3 separate regions of the Zea mays genome follow, and all the other regions are linked to region 2. A link is a contact called in public Hi-C data. All regions are on one chromosome and are shown on one strand. The core of a region is the stretch at or near the end of the contact, and the rest is flanking DNA. Distances in the headings are between cores, read along the strand shown. Region 1 holds the start of LOC100383082 (putative cytochrome P450 superfamily protein). Region 2 holds the start of LOC541846 (glutathione transferase37). Region 3 holds the start of LOC542634 (glutathione S-transferase GST 34).

What was found. A called contact is a pair of places that touch in the nucleus more often than the background predicts.
Region 1: a contact with region 2 is called in a Hi-C map of bundle sheath, with 2.7 times the contacts expected there. The contact joins the promoter of LOC100383082 here to the promoter of LOC541846 in region 2. A contact is called at or near these places in 2 of 25 Hi-C or Micro-C datasets (bundle sheath and leaf).
Region 3: a Hi-C map of ear shows a contact between it and region 2, with 3 times the contacts expected there. The contact joins the promoter of LOC542634 here to the promoter of LOC541846 in region 2. A contact is called at or near these places in 2 of 25 Hi-C or Micro-C datasets (bundle sheath and ear).

Annotation. Positions count from the first base shown.
Region 1 is chr1:82,006,825-82,011,058 of Zm-B73-REFERENCE-NAM-5.0, forward strand. It overlaps LOC100383082 (putative cytochrome P450 superfamily protein), which reads right to left and starts at 1,999. Exons shown (of 5, transcript NM_001175753.1): 1 at 1,615-1,999; 2 at 1-320. The coding sequence starts at 1,956.
Region 2 is chr1:82,374,553-82,378,698 of Zm-B73-REFERENCE-NAM-5.0, forward strand. It overlaps LOC541846 (glutathione transferase37), which reads left to right and starts at 1,404. Exons shown (of 2, transcript NM_001158757.2): 1 at 1,404-1,790; 2 at 1,905-2,504. The coding sequence starts at 1,452. The coding sequence ends at 2,270. It also overlaps the pseudogene LOC100217074.
Region 3 is chr1:82,102,116-82,105,903 of Zm-B73-REFERENCE-NAM-5.0, forward strand. It overlaps LOC542634 (glutathione S-transferase GST 34), which reads right to left and starts at 1,407. Exons shown (of 2, transcript NM_001112159.1): 1 at 1,057-1,407; 2 at 409-923. The coding sequence starts at 1,380. The coding sequence ends at 570.

The DNA.
Region 1 (4,234 bases), core at 749-3,248, 370 kb before region 2:
GCCGCGGCGAAGCGGCTCCCTTCCGCCGAGCCGCCCAGCGTGTCTAGGTCCAGGCCGAAGGCGATGGTGAAGATGGAGTCCATGGTCGCCCTGAGCGCGAGGCCCTGGAACTCCATGGGCTGCCCGGACGCCGCCTTGCCGGAGACGATGCCGGCGAGCCTCGCGGCGTTCCTCTTGAAGACCGAGCCGCTGAAGTCGCGCAGCGCCCTCGTGGAGAAGTCGTAGCTGGCGATCTTCCGCTGCTGCCTCCACTTGTCGCCGTCCACGGCGAAGATGCCGTCGCCGAGCAGGTCAGTCATGTTCTCGTAGTTGAAGCTTCCCTGTACGGTCCAGATGAAGCACGCGTCATCGTCATCGTCATCAGCCGGAAACAAGCAAGGAAATTCGGAAACTAGACTAGAATAGACTCGTTAGCTTGCTCTAGAATCGGAGGGCCCATTAAAGGTCCATAGAAAAACACATGCTTTAATGGAGGCCCATTCATTGTCAAACCAAAAAGTGGTCTCTTCAATCATTTTGCGTTGATCGGGTTTCAGGGGCTGGTTACCAGTGGACCACATAAAACAAACTGGAAAATGTCAATTTTGACCAAACTCTCGCACAAGTTAATTTTTTCTTCCTCACCAACAAAATTGGATGGAACTCCTTCCTCATCTTCCAAAAATCAGACAGGTGACCAGCATGGCGGTTTCCACCCCGTGTCTTTTCTTTTTTAAGGTTAGTTTAGGAACTTAAATCCACTAGATTTCCGGAGACTGAGTGAAAAATTAACCCATTTTCTTCACAATCTTCGGGATTGGATTTAAGTTTTAAAACTAGCTCTTATATTATGTTTAGGGTTTCGGGATTGGATTTAAGTTTCAAAATATAGATGCTCTAGATTCACGCAATTTGATTGAAATTACCTAAATTCGTTTGGGTTGAGGCTTTATCTGTGGGTTGGGATAGATTGGACCCAGATTTGGCAGTGTTTGGTTGGAGATTCAAGTCAGTTAGATCCACATCCACCGCGACATCAGCTGAGTATTGTGTAGACGGAGGTTGGAACGGTACGGAGGGGAGGGGAAGACGTGACCCACTTCACGGCGCGGAGATCAGGGTCACGGCGGCAAAGCTCAGCTGCTCGCCAGAGTCGCAGGGCGAAGCTCGCCGGAGGTTGCGCTCCCCGCGGACGGAATTCGGCGCGCGCGATTTGGCTCAGCCCGCAGAAGAGAACGCAAGATAGAAAATGAAAATTGGAGGATGCTACTGCAAGACATTTTATCCTACCCCAAAAAAGAAATAGGGGGATGGACGACCCAACTCATGTAACGAAACGGAAAACGGATTCACGTACTCCATCCAATCACTATCAGGATGGATGTGCTGTGATGTGTGACACTGTGACCCATCCCACAAAATCCTAAAACCAAAACACACGCTAGCTTATCGAGCATCGATCGAGATCGGTTCGGCCGGGCTACAAAGTTTTGTGATGGCGCGCGTATGGCGGAGGACTAGAGCGCACCACAAACCCAATCTTGTGATGCCGTTCAGCCTCCACAAGTTGCGACGTCGGAGGAAAGCCTAACAACGGCAGAGGGAGCGCCGGAGGAGCGGGTGTCTCTCACGTACCTTGCCGTAGTTGGCGAAGTTGGTCCTGAGGATGTGCTCGACCACGGCGGGGTCGCACGTGTATATCTGCCGCCGGCCGGCCGGCACCAGCAGCTGGAAGGTCTTGCGCTCCCGGAACAGGTCCGTGTGGTAGTCGTGCAGCCGCCGGACGTGGTACAGCTGGTGGAACACCGTCCCCACCACCGGCGCGTACCGCTTCGGCGCCTTGCCGCCGCCGCCGCCGCGGCGCCGCCCGACGAGCAGGTAGTACGAGCAGACCGCGAGCAGCGCGAGGCCGGCGGCGGCGGCGGCGGCGGCGGCCAGAGCCGTGGAGGTGTCGTAGTAGTCTTGTGCTTCTCCCATGGCTGCTGCCAGGCTAGAGAATTTCGGCTGGCTAACCAAAGAGTATCATTTGGCTGTGGCTCCGGCTCTTATGAGATGGTTGTTGTATATATATAGAAGTGATCGCCTCTCTCACTCGTTCTCAATTCGTCATCGTGTCGTTAGCTCCACCCCACAACCTCCAAAAGAAAGCATATTTTGAAGTCATCCCATAGCAACCCCCAACATTATTTATTTTTCCACGCTACTATATATGTTACGTGAGCATGACATTTGAAGTCTTGGCAGCCACAGCGATTGCGATGAAAACGGATCTATATCCGCATTTTATCATCAGTCCGAAATAGTCGAGAACGAAAACAGAATTAGGATAAACGGAATTGCGAAAACAAATGAAAATGGATACTAACGGAAACTCGTAATTTAATACAAACATAAATGATATTGATGGTTAACTAGTGATTGATTGGTTGGACAATAACATAAAACAAATAGATACAGAGAGGCAACATTTTATTATTGTTTGATTGCTAATGATGTACATTTAACTATATCCGATGTTGTTTAAAACTTTACACCACTTTACATTGGAAAGAACCGATGGTTACAATGACCACTTTTGCTATAATTTATCACCTAAAGACACGAGGCTTTAGTTTATATATTAATGCATATTAGTCTTGTCCTATATTTATCAAATACACATTCAATCCGGATAAAAACAGGATCCCGCAAAAACGGAGGGAATAAACCCTCTCTCACTTCCGTCATATTTTCATATTTTTCCGTAAATATAAAAATAGACGGGTTAAATTTAAAAATTCTAGGTTCGCACGCTTCGATTATAATTCTAATCTCTACTCGTCCTAAGTTTTTGTATTAGGGAAGAACTAATATTTATTGGTGTCTACAAACTTTTGTTATGCTCACATTGAGCACGCACCTTTGACCACCCTTACTTTTCAGCCGACAATGTTTAGGCGAAACGCGTGCCGACAGCCTGGCAGGGTTGAAAAAAATATTTGGGTTTATTATAAGGTTGCCAGATCAAATATCTTTAGGGCAGCTTCAACGATGAGCTATAATACGCGAACTCTAAGTATATTATTTTATATTTCAATAAGAAAGAGGAATACTATTTTCATGAAACTGGTCATTTTTAAGATTATATTAAAATATCATATAAGATTATTTATATTATAAGTTACTACCTCCGTTTCAATTTATAATTCTTTCGATTTTTTACTTTAAGTTTGGTTGACTCGTCTTATTCAAAAAAAATATTATTATTACTTTTTAATATTATTTAGCATATAATATAGTTTAAGTGGTTTTGGATTTTTTTTTATAATTTTTTTAATAGGACGAGTGGTCAAACGTGGCACAAAAAATCAAACGGATTCTAGTTTGGGACCGATTGAGTATATGATAGAAGTTAATAAAGAAACTGTTTTTGGGATAGTAACTAGTTTATACTATTAATAGTACCCTTATTTACAAGGTAGGGGGCCTGGCGAAGATAGGAGCATGAGTTGCACAGGTGTCCAAATTTAGAGATTGAATGTTTTTAGGCGTTTGAACCAGATCCAGTAGTACGTGGAGGATACGTGACGAGGAACTTTATCCTAACACTTTGAACTTGTCCCCGGTACATTGTTAGATGATTTGGCACGTAGTAGTAGTAGCCACATATATCGCCGGCCGAGTGAAGTTACATTCAAGGTGAAAATATTGATCTTGTCAAGAACGCCACAAGGTAGGATGACGGCGACCGACTTGGGTCATCGCTTATCGGTCGGTGTGCGTGAAACAAGAATACTAGAATAGTACCCTTCGTCAGTTGACAAGAATGGTTAAAAAGTAGGAGGAACCGATCGCGGTTAACTTAAGTCGTGGACCATAACCAAAATTAGTGAGCTAGGAACTATATTCAAATTAAAGAGGTTCCTTACCGTGCTTGCAAGTTGCAAGGACCACCAGTTCCTCTGTTCAGAAAATATATCAGACGTGGACCATGCAAAAAAAATATTGATGATATTTAAGGATATTTTAGTCAAGATTATTAAAACATTATTTGGATACTCTATCATTTACCTCACTATATATGGATTGGAATAAATACTAGAGTAACCAACAGTAATAATACGGTGCATTTTCAATCCCGGTCTAAAGCCCCCGTGGTCGCCGCCGCTCGCCTGCCGGGCCGGGGTCGCCCGCATGCGCCTGCAGACTGCAGAGCATGAATAGAGATAGATCATAGATGATCAATTAATTAATCACTAGGTGTATGCCCGTGCGT
Region 2 (4,146 bases), core at 154-2,653:
TTGGTGTTTTGAGAGATTTTAAGGATCTGAGTTGTTGGAGGCATTTGGGCTAGATACAAACATGCTAGGTCCTCTTAGGATCATTGTCACCAAGTGGTGTGAGCTGATTCACCGAGAGCACGATTTTCCAATCTCTTGAGCTATTTTGTGAAATCTCTTATTCAAATTCATATTTTCATTTCCGACTTTGAAGTCTAAATATTTTTAGCTCAAATTTTATGCACACCTTTGAAACTCTCTTGTGAAGGTGTCTACAAAATTTTAGCTCAGTCAGGGTAAGTTTAGATCGAATTTTCATTTTAGAATACGGTTCGGGGTGGTGAAAACAACCTGAGTAAACAACACAGCTTTGGATCATTACGGAGGCTTCGGTGTACGTTTTGCATTCTGTTTATTTCGTTGGACTCGTATATGGCCTAGGAACGTTTCCAAAACAATCACAAGTTGGTTGATATGTTTTTGGCTTGAGCATTCTCTTCATTCCCACCAAGGTTAAGTGCTTAATTTCCGATTTTAAAATATTCTTCTTACAAACAGAATTCTAGCCGTTTTGAACGTTTTGCTATGTTCTTTGGTCATCACCGAGAACATTAAGCACTAGTGGGTGCCCATGTATTTGTTGTGTGTCATTTAATAATGTTTTGGAGGTTTGAGTGTAGCATTATGAAACAAGCCAAGATTGTATAAGCGCAAAGAAATTTTATTGGTTTCTATTCACCACTCTGGTCGGCTGTTTGGATCCTTCATTTACCGGTTGTGAATTATACATGTGGTTTTTCTGTTGTGCATTTTCTAGAAGAAAGTTCTTGTTATGTAGTTACTAGTAGTTTAAAAATAAAGAATGCAGCTAAAAATAATAGCATTAGGAAGCAAATTAAAGAGACTCAAACCTTCGAGAGATTCTTTATTTTTCGCTTTCTATTTGACTCTATATTTATCTTTTTATAAAGATTATACTCTATATATAGCATATCACTCTACCAGATTATCTATTTAGTTTGACTAGTCAGAGTAGCTAGCCAAATTTAACTAGTGAATAAGTTAATTTATAGAGTCAGATAGTTTAGCGAGTCAGATACTGTTGAAAAGTTATTTTAATATTGGATAAGTAAAATTTAGTTAGACAAGCTATTTGACTAGTCTCTTAGAGATGCTCGCTCTGTTAGTCAAAGTCAATACAAATTTACCCGTGTAGGCCGCCCTTTTGTCGAAGTGAGGGCACGTCACGGATGACGTACACAAACTGTACGTCTGATCCATGCACATGGTCGCATGGACCGAATCCGGACGTTCGCACCGATCCAAAAGACCAAAACAGATGACGATCTACATGGAGCCATGGACTGAATGCTGATGTTCGCAGAACGGATAGTCCAGAGTTCAAAGAAACTCGAGACTACAGACTACTCACAGGTCACTGTCTCACTCACTTGAAGCTCTAACAGCAAGCCATGGCAGGACGAGAAGCGGACAAAGACCCAGAGCTGAAGGTGCTCGGCGTGTGGTCGAGCCCGTTCGTTATCAGGGCCCGCGTCGCGCTAAACCTCAAGGGCCTCGCCTACCGATACGTGGAGGACAACCTGGACAGCAAGAGCGAGCTCCTCCTCGCCTCCAACCACGTGCACGGGAAGGTGCCGGTGCTCCTCCACGACGGCAGGCCCGTCTGCGAGTCCCGGGTCATCGTGGAGTATATCGACGAGGCCTTCCCGGCCAGCGGCCCCTGCCTCCTCCCCGCCGACCCGTACCGCCGCGCGGTCGACCGCTTCTGGGCCTCCTACGTCGACGACAAGGTATTAATTACCGTGCCGCCCCTCCCCTGCACTGCACGGCTGCAAATCAACTTCAGATTTCGTACTGGTCGACTGACCCCGGTAGTTGTGCGCGGCTTGGATAATGGATTGCAGCTCTTTCCCACCTGGATACCCGTCTACAACGGCAGGACGAGCGAGGACAGGGTCGCGGCGGCGAGGCAGGTAGTGGCCGTGCTGGAGAAGTTTGAGCGGGCGTTCGATGAGTGCTCCGGAGGCAAGGCGTTCTTCGGCGGGGACGCTGCTGGCCTCGTGGACGTCGTGCTAGGCGGCTTCCTCGGGTGGCTGCGCGCGTCTGAGGTGATGTGTGGCGTGAGGGTCATCGACCCCGCCAAGACGCCGCTGCTGGCGGCGTGGGCGGACCGGTTCGCCGCGCTCGACGGCGTCAGGGAGGTGATACCTGACGTGCAGAGGCTGCTGGAGTATAACAAGATTAGGCGAGCTCGTCGTGGGCTGCCGTAGGTGCTGGGCCTTGGGCCATCTATCTGCCAGCATGTGGTCAGTCAACTCTAAGCAGGAGACTTTGACAAGGTTAAAGTTTAGTTCATGAAGGTGGGCAATCTAATTAGGATGCTCATGCTTTAGCTAGGAGTGCCATTAGTTTTCCTGTTGAAAGGCATGTTTGGTTCCTCTTTCCTACTGAAAGAGTTTGTAATATCTTTACTACTATTAAGAAGGTAAGGGGTATGCTGCCATTACTAGTTCTGTCATTCCCATTCCTACCGTTCTCATTCCTATTCCCATTCCCGGTTCTGTCTCCACCCCCGATGCCCCTCCCCCGCGTAACCCCCGTGGCTCACCGCACCACACGAAACCTCTGATCCCATGACCTCGACGGCGGCCATGGCCGGCAAGCAGGTGCAATACCGTGCCCCAACTCGCCCCGCACGTCGCCCATCCTGTCACCCCCACGCGATGGCCGCAACTCCGCGAGACAACCGCTGTCCGCCCCCCACCACCCTCCCCCGCGACGCCCCCTCCCACGACGCTTTGTGCGCGTGAGTCTGCGACTGCCGACAGCCGTCGCCGTACTGGAGCCCGATCTGCTGGCTCCCCCTCAACCTCACCACCATGCCCCCATCGGACCTCGTCACGCCGTGCGTGGCGGTGCCGGTGATGGACGCGGCGTTGCTAGCCGTCATCGTCCCGCCTCGACGTTCGATCCATGCTCGCCACGGTTGGTGCTCGCACGCGATGTGGCGTGGCGAGGTTACCGCGGGCGCCGCGGAGGTGGAGGGGGAAGGGGAGGATGAGGGCACGGGCAAGAGAGTGCATCGCGGTGGACGGTCTCGTGAGTGAGTGCTGCTGCCTGCCCCTCTCTCTCTGCCTGCGTTCTCCTGGTGCTGCTCTCCCTCTCCTCCCCTGCTTCGACCTCCCGCCTTTCCCCACCGTTTCTTGGATTTCTAGGATCCAGACAACCGCCCTTGTGAGCCTGCCTTCCTGCCTACTACCTGCGTACATACAGGAGGGACCTTGGGTGATCCGGGTGCTTGGTTTCTTGGTTCTGCGGCTTTCGCTGCTGTTGGATTTGCCGAGCCGGAGCCGCCGGAGATGACCGTCGACGAGCTGAAGCTGCAGGCAAGGGCCAGCGGCGGCCACGACCTAAGGACCAGTTCCCCGTCGGCATGCGCGTGCTCGCCGTCGACGATGACCCGACCTGCCTCAAGGTCCTTGAGAACCTCTTGTTCCGCTGCCAGTACCATGGTACTTCCCTGTATGCTTGGCTTCCTACTCTTCTCATCGGATTGTATATACATCCTGCCGTTCTTTTTCACCTTTATTGTCCCCGATTCGGCTCTTCGGTTTGGTTTTATTTAGTTTCTGTTGTTCGCGTACCAACTATCAAGAAGTCTACGGAGATATTTGGGTTGCTGTTTTTGCATTTTTTTCATCACATAAATAGCAACCCCGACTCTATGCGCCACCCCCACTTCATCCTCCTATTGTTTTCACCGTGAAATATTTTTTGCCATGTAATGTCATGTCAGGCTCAGTTTCATCTTCTTTCTTTTGCAAATAATAATCGGGTTTGACTCTGCCGATCCGATTTTATTTGTACCATGCGCTGGCACACGGCTATATTTAGAACAATCTTATCTTCCAAAGCTTTTCCAACCACCAGCTGCGCGATTTCTGTACACTTGTGTGTCCTGCAATTTCTGGCTGTCCATTTCCGATCTCCACTGTGGTCTGGTTTTGTTCAACGTAAGGAAAAAATCGTTCTCGCTAACTTTCCTCGGAGTCGAGTGATTCCACATGTATAATGTGTTCCTCCGGGGGGCTTTGACTTGTATACAGCTATACATGCGCTAAATTGTCCGGATTTGTGATGTCGCAG
Region 3 (3,788 bases), core at 157-2,656, 270 kb before region 2:
GCCCGCTTAACGGGCCGTGCCGACCCGAACCCGTTATTAACCGTGCCGGACCGTGCTTGGACCGGACCAAAATCGTGTCGGGTCACGGGCCAAACGGGCGACCCGCGCTGTTTGGACATCTATAGATGAGAGGAACGCGAGAGTTCAACGAGGAGCATCGTCAGCTTGTGCTGCCGGGTGCTGAGGCGGACGACCGCTACCGGCGCGCAGCTGGCAGATGAGCGGCGCCGCTGGAGCAGCGAGAGAATGCGCACGATGTTGCCGCCAGCAGGAAGCCTAGGCATATGCGCCCGGTCGTGTTGTTGTTTTGTTAAACTGGACTTTATCCTTGAAACTGAAATGGAATGTACGAGTTCAGAACAGTAAGCTTTGCACTGAAGAATACAGATCGAGCCACTAGTGTATATATATGTCGATTTCCCTTTGACGGGCAGCAAAGCTTTATTTTCACAGAAGGACATGTATACAAACTACATGCTATTGACGGTGACATGCACCGGCACATGCGCAGTGAAAATCACAAAGCGCAATGCGGAGCCATTTTGCTCACTTTGGGAGCATTGATAGGATTAAGAGAACGACCCATAGGTCACGCTGAACTCAACGAACTTGTCGGCGTCAGGGATCGCGTCCACCACGGCCGGGTGGGCGCACAGCCGGTCAGCCCACGCCACCAGGTTGGGAACCTTCGCCTCGTCCAGCAGAGTGACCCCCGCGATCTTCTCCACCGCCTTCACCCAGCCGACGTGCGACACCAGGGCGATGTCCAGGTACCCGACGCTGTCCCCGCCGAAGTAGCGCTTCCCCTGGCCGAGCTGCGCGAAAGCCTCCTCCAGGAGCTGCAGGGCCGCGGACAGCTGCCCCGCCGCCTGCTCCTTGTCCCCGTCGTACGTTCCCTTCAGTACGCGGATCGCCGGGTGCATCTGCGTATACGTACACGTCAACCAGCCAGCCGGGAAACCATCATTGCTAAATTTCTGTGGAGAACCGATCAGAATTGCGTGCTCGATCAGAGGAAGAGCTCGGTCGGTCGGTTCGAGTCGACTAGCTAGCTACCTTGTCGTCGACGTACTGCGCCCAGAACCGCTGGACAGCGCGCGCGTAAGGGTCGGCGGGGAGGATGGCCGCCGGCGCGCCGGAGGACCAGACCTCGTCGATGTACTGAACGATGATTAGGGACTCGGAGAGGGGCTTGCCGTGGTGGAGCAGGACGGGGATCTTCTTGTGCACCGGGTTCGACGCGAGCAGCAGCTCGCTCTTGCTGCCCACCACCTCCTCCACGAACTCGTACTCCACATGCTTCAGCTTCAGCGCGATCAGGACGCGGATCACGAACGGGCTCGGCCATAGGCCGATCACTCGCACGGCGGCCTCCGACATTTTTTTGCTCGGATCGAGTTCTTGGCCCAGGGGAGAGCTCTACTGACAGGTGACAGCACTACTGTTTCCGTCGTGAATCGTGACCTACAAATATACCCTGAGGACAAGTTTGCTGCGAGTTGCATGTGGATATATGAGCTCTCGCTCGTTCTTTTCCCTTTTTCTCCACGGGCTATCTAGAGATTCTAGACGTCCTTGCGTGCGTCATGTTCCGGACACGCGAGCGGATCCTCTGTACTTAGAGGATTTTTACTTCCTCCGGACACAACTGCCTCTTTTTTGAGCGTCGTACCTTGCATTTCCAGATGAGGAAGCTGCTGTGTGCTGGATTTTGTGCGGTCGACCAGTTCAGAACAGTACACCTTGCCAGTCAGTCAACCGTTTCCTAATCAAACAGGAAGAGAGAGAGACAAAGAGTTGACAGAAAAAATGAACATTTTTCTCCTTTTCTATGAACTAGACTAGAAGCACTACACAAAAACAAAAACTTCCTACGGTTTTTTAACTTCATACAGCTTTTATAATAAACCGTAGAAAATATAAATAACTTCCGAGAGGCAATTGGTAGCTCTAGGAAATAAACATAACTTCCTACGGTGTTTTATAAAAATTGTAAGAAGTTAGCTTTCACATGCTAACTCAAGCGTGTGGTCAAACAAGCCGCTAACTTCTTATGGGCTACAGTCAGCCCAACTAACTTCCTACGGGCTACAGTAAGTCGTAGGAAGTTAGTCAGCTGATGGCGTGAAGCTACTAACTTCCTGTTGGGGACTTGTTCTCAAATGCTATAAATTGAAAACAAGGCAACATAAAATGTTAAATATTAAAACCCTTTGTCCGCTGAAGTATTATTTCCCTGAGGATTTAATGAGCTTCGGACGAAGGTTAAAGATGATGAACTACAAAGGTCTCACATTCGTAGTTAGAAGTAAAATAACGCAGAATAAAATATAAAACGTTAAAGAATATTAAGAATAGCTCATTTTATCTTATAAACTGAGATATTAAAACATGGTGTTTGATTACATTTATACCTTTGCCTTGACAGAGAGCAATAATTCCTGTTGGGCCTATGCTTCGTCGCCGAAGGTCTTGCAGGGAGAAGCAGTCTTCGACGGAAGCTGTTTGTATAAAATGGCCGAAGGTTCCTCTTTGTGAAGCTTCGGTATTGCAAACCGACTTAAAGATAGAATGACCTTTTAGTCCATAAAGGTCTGAGTCAATGTTGTAAGTTTTTATAAGGGGCTTACTTGTAATTCCTCACAGGCTGCGTCCTGTGCCTATAAATAGTGAACAGTATTCCATTACTGTTCACGCATTCGAGTTATTGCAATCGCATCTTCTGGAATCCAACCTTTTGCCAAGGCAAAGGTATTAATGTATTCAATGATTCAATACATTAAATAGATACAATGTAATTTGTCTATGATGTATTTATCCCCTTTATACCTTTTTATGTTATCTTATAATTTTTACTGAAATTTTATTACGAAGACTTAAACTTCGTAATTATGCTCTTATTAGCCTTCGTCCAAGGCCCATTATCCTCAAGGGAATAATGTTTCATGGACGAAGGACATTGACATTTAACATATTATGTTGTCTTGTTCTTAATTCATAGCATTTGAGAACAAGTCCCCAACATTGGCGCCCACCTCCGGTGAACTCACTTCCACTTTTTTGAGCTAATGGCTTCGTTCAACGACCAAACTGGAGCTGCTTCGGACCCGAAGCTGGTGCTCCCGATCACAGGTGGCTCGTCCTCAGAACCAGCTAACAAGAAACAAAAGAAGGAAGCACAGAGAAGGGTACAACATGTTGGGGTGCAAGGACCCTTCATCAAGTCAAGATGGTCTCACATTCCTATTACCTTCTCCCAAGAGGACCTTCAGCTCAAAGATTACCCACACAACGATGCCATGGTTATCTCTTGTGTTATCAAAGGATTTCTGGTCCACAATGTCTTGGTTGACACAGGCAGTGCAGCTGACATTATATTTGCTAAGGCCTTCAGACAAATGCAAGAGCCAGAAGATAAGATTCATGATGCTACACATCCTCTCTGTGGCTTCGGAGGAAGACAGATTGTAGCACTGGGCAAGATCACCATGTCAGTGACCTTCGGGTTCATCAACAACACTAGAACTGAGCAAGTTGTGTTTGACATTGTTGACATGGAATACCCTTACAATGCAATTATTGGTCGTGGTACCCTCAATGCCTTCGAAGCAATCCTTCATCCTGCCTATCTTTGCATGAAGATACCTTCGGATCAGGGACCCATTGCTATCCATGGAAGTCAGGAAGCTGCAAGAAGGGCCGAAGGCAATTGGACTGACTCAAAAGCAATCCATAACATAGATGGAGCTGAAGCTTGTGAACAGTACAAATTCAGAAGGGAGAAAGCA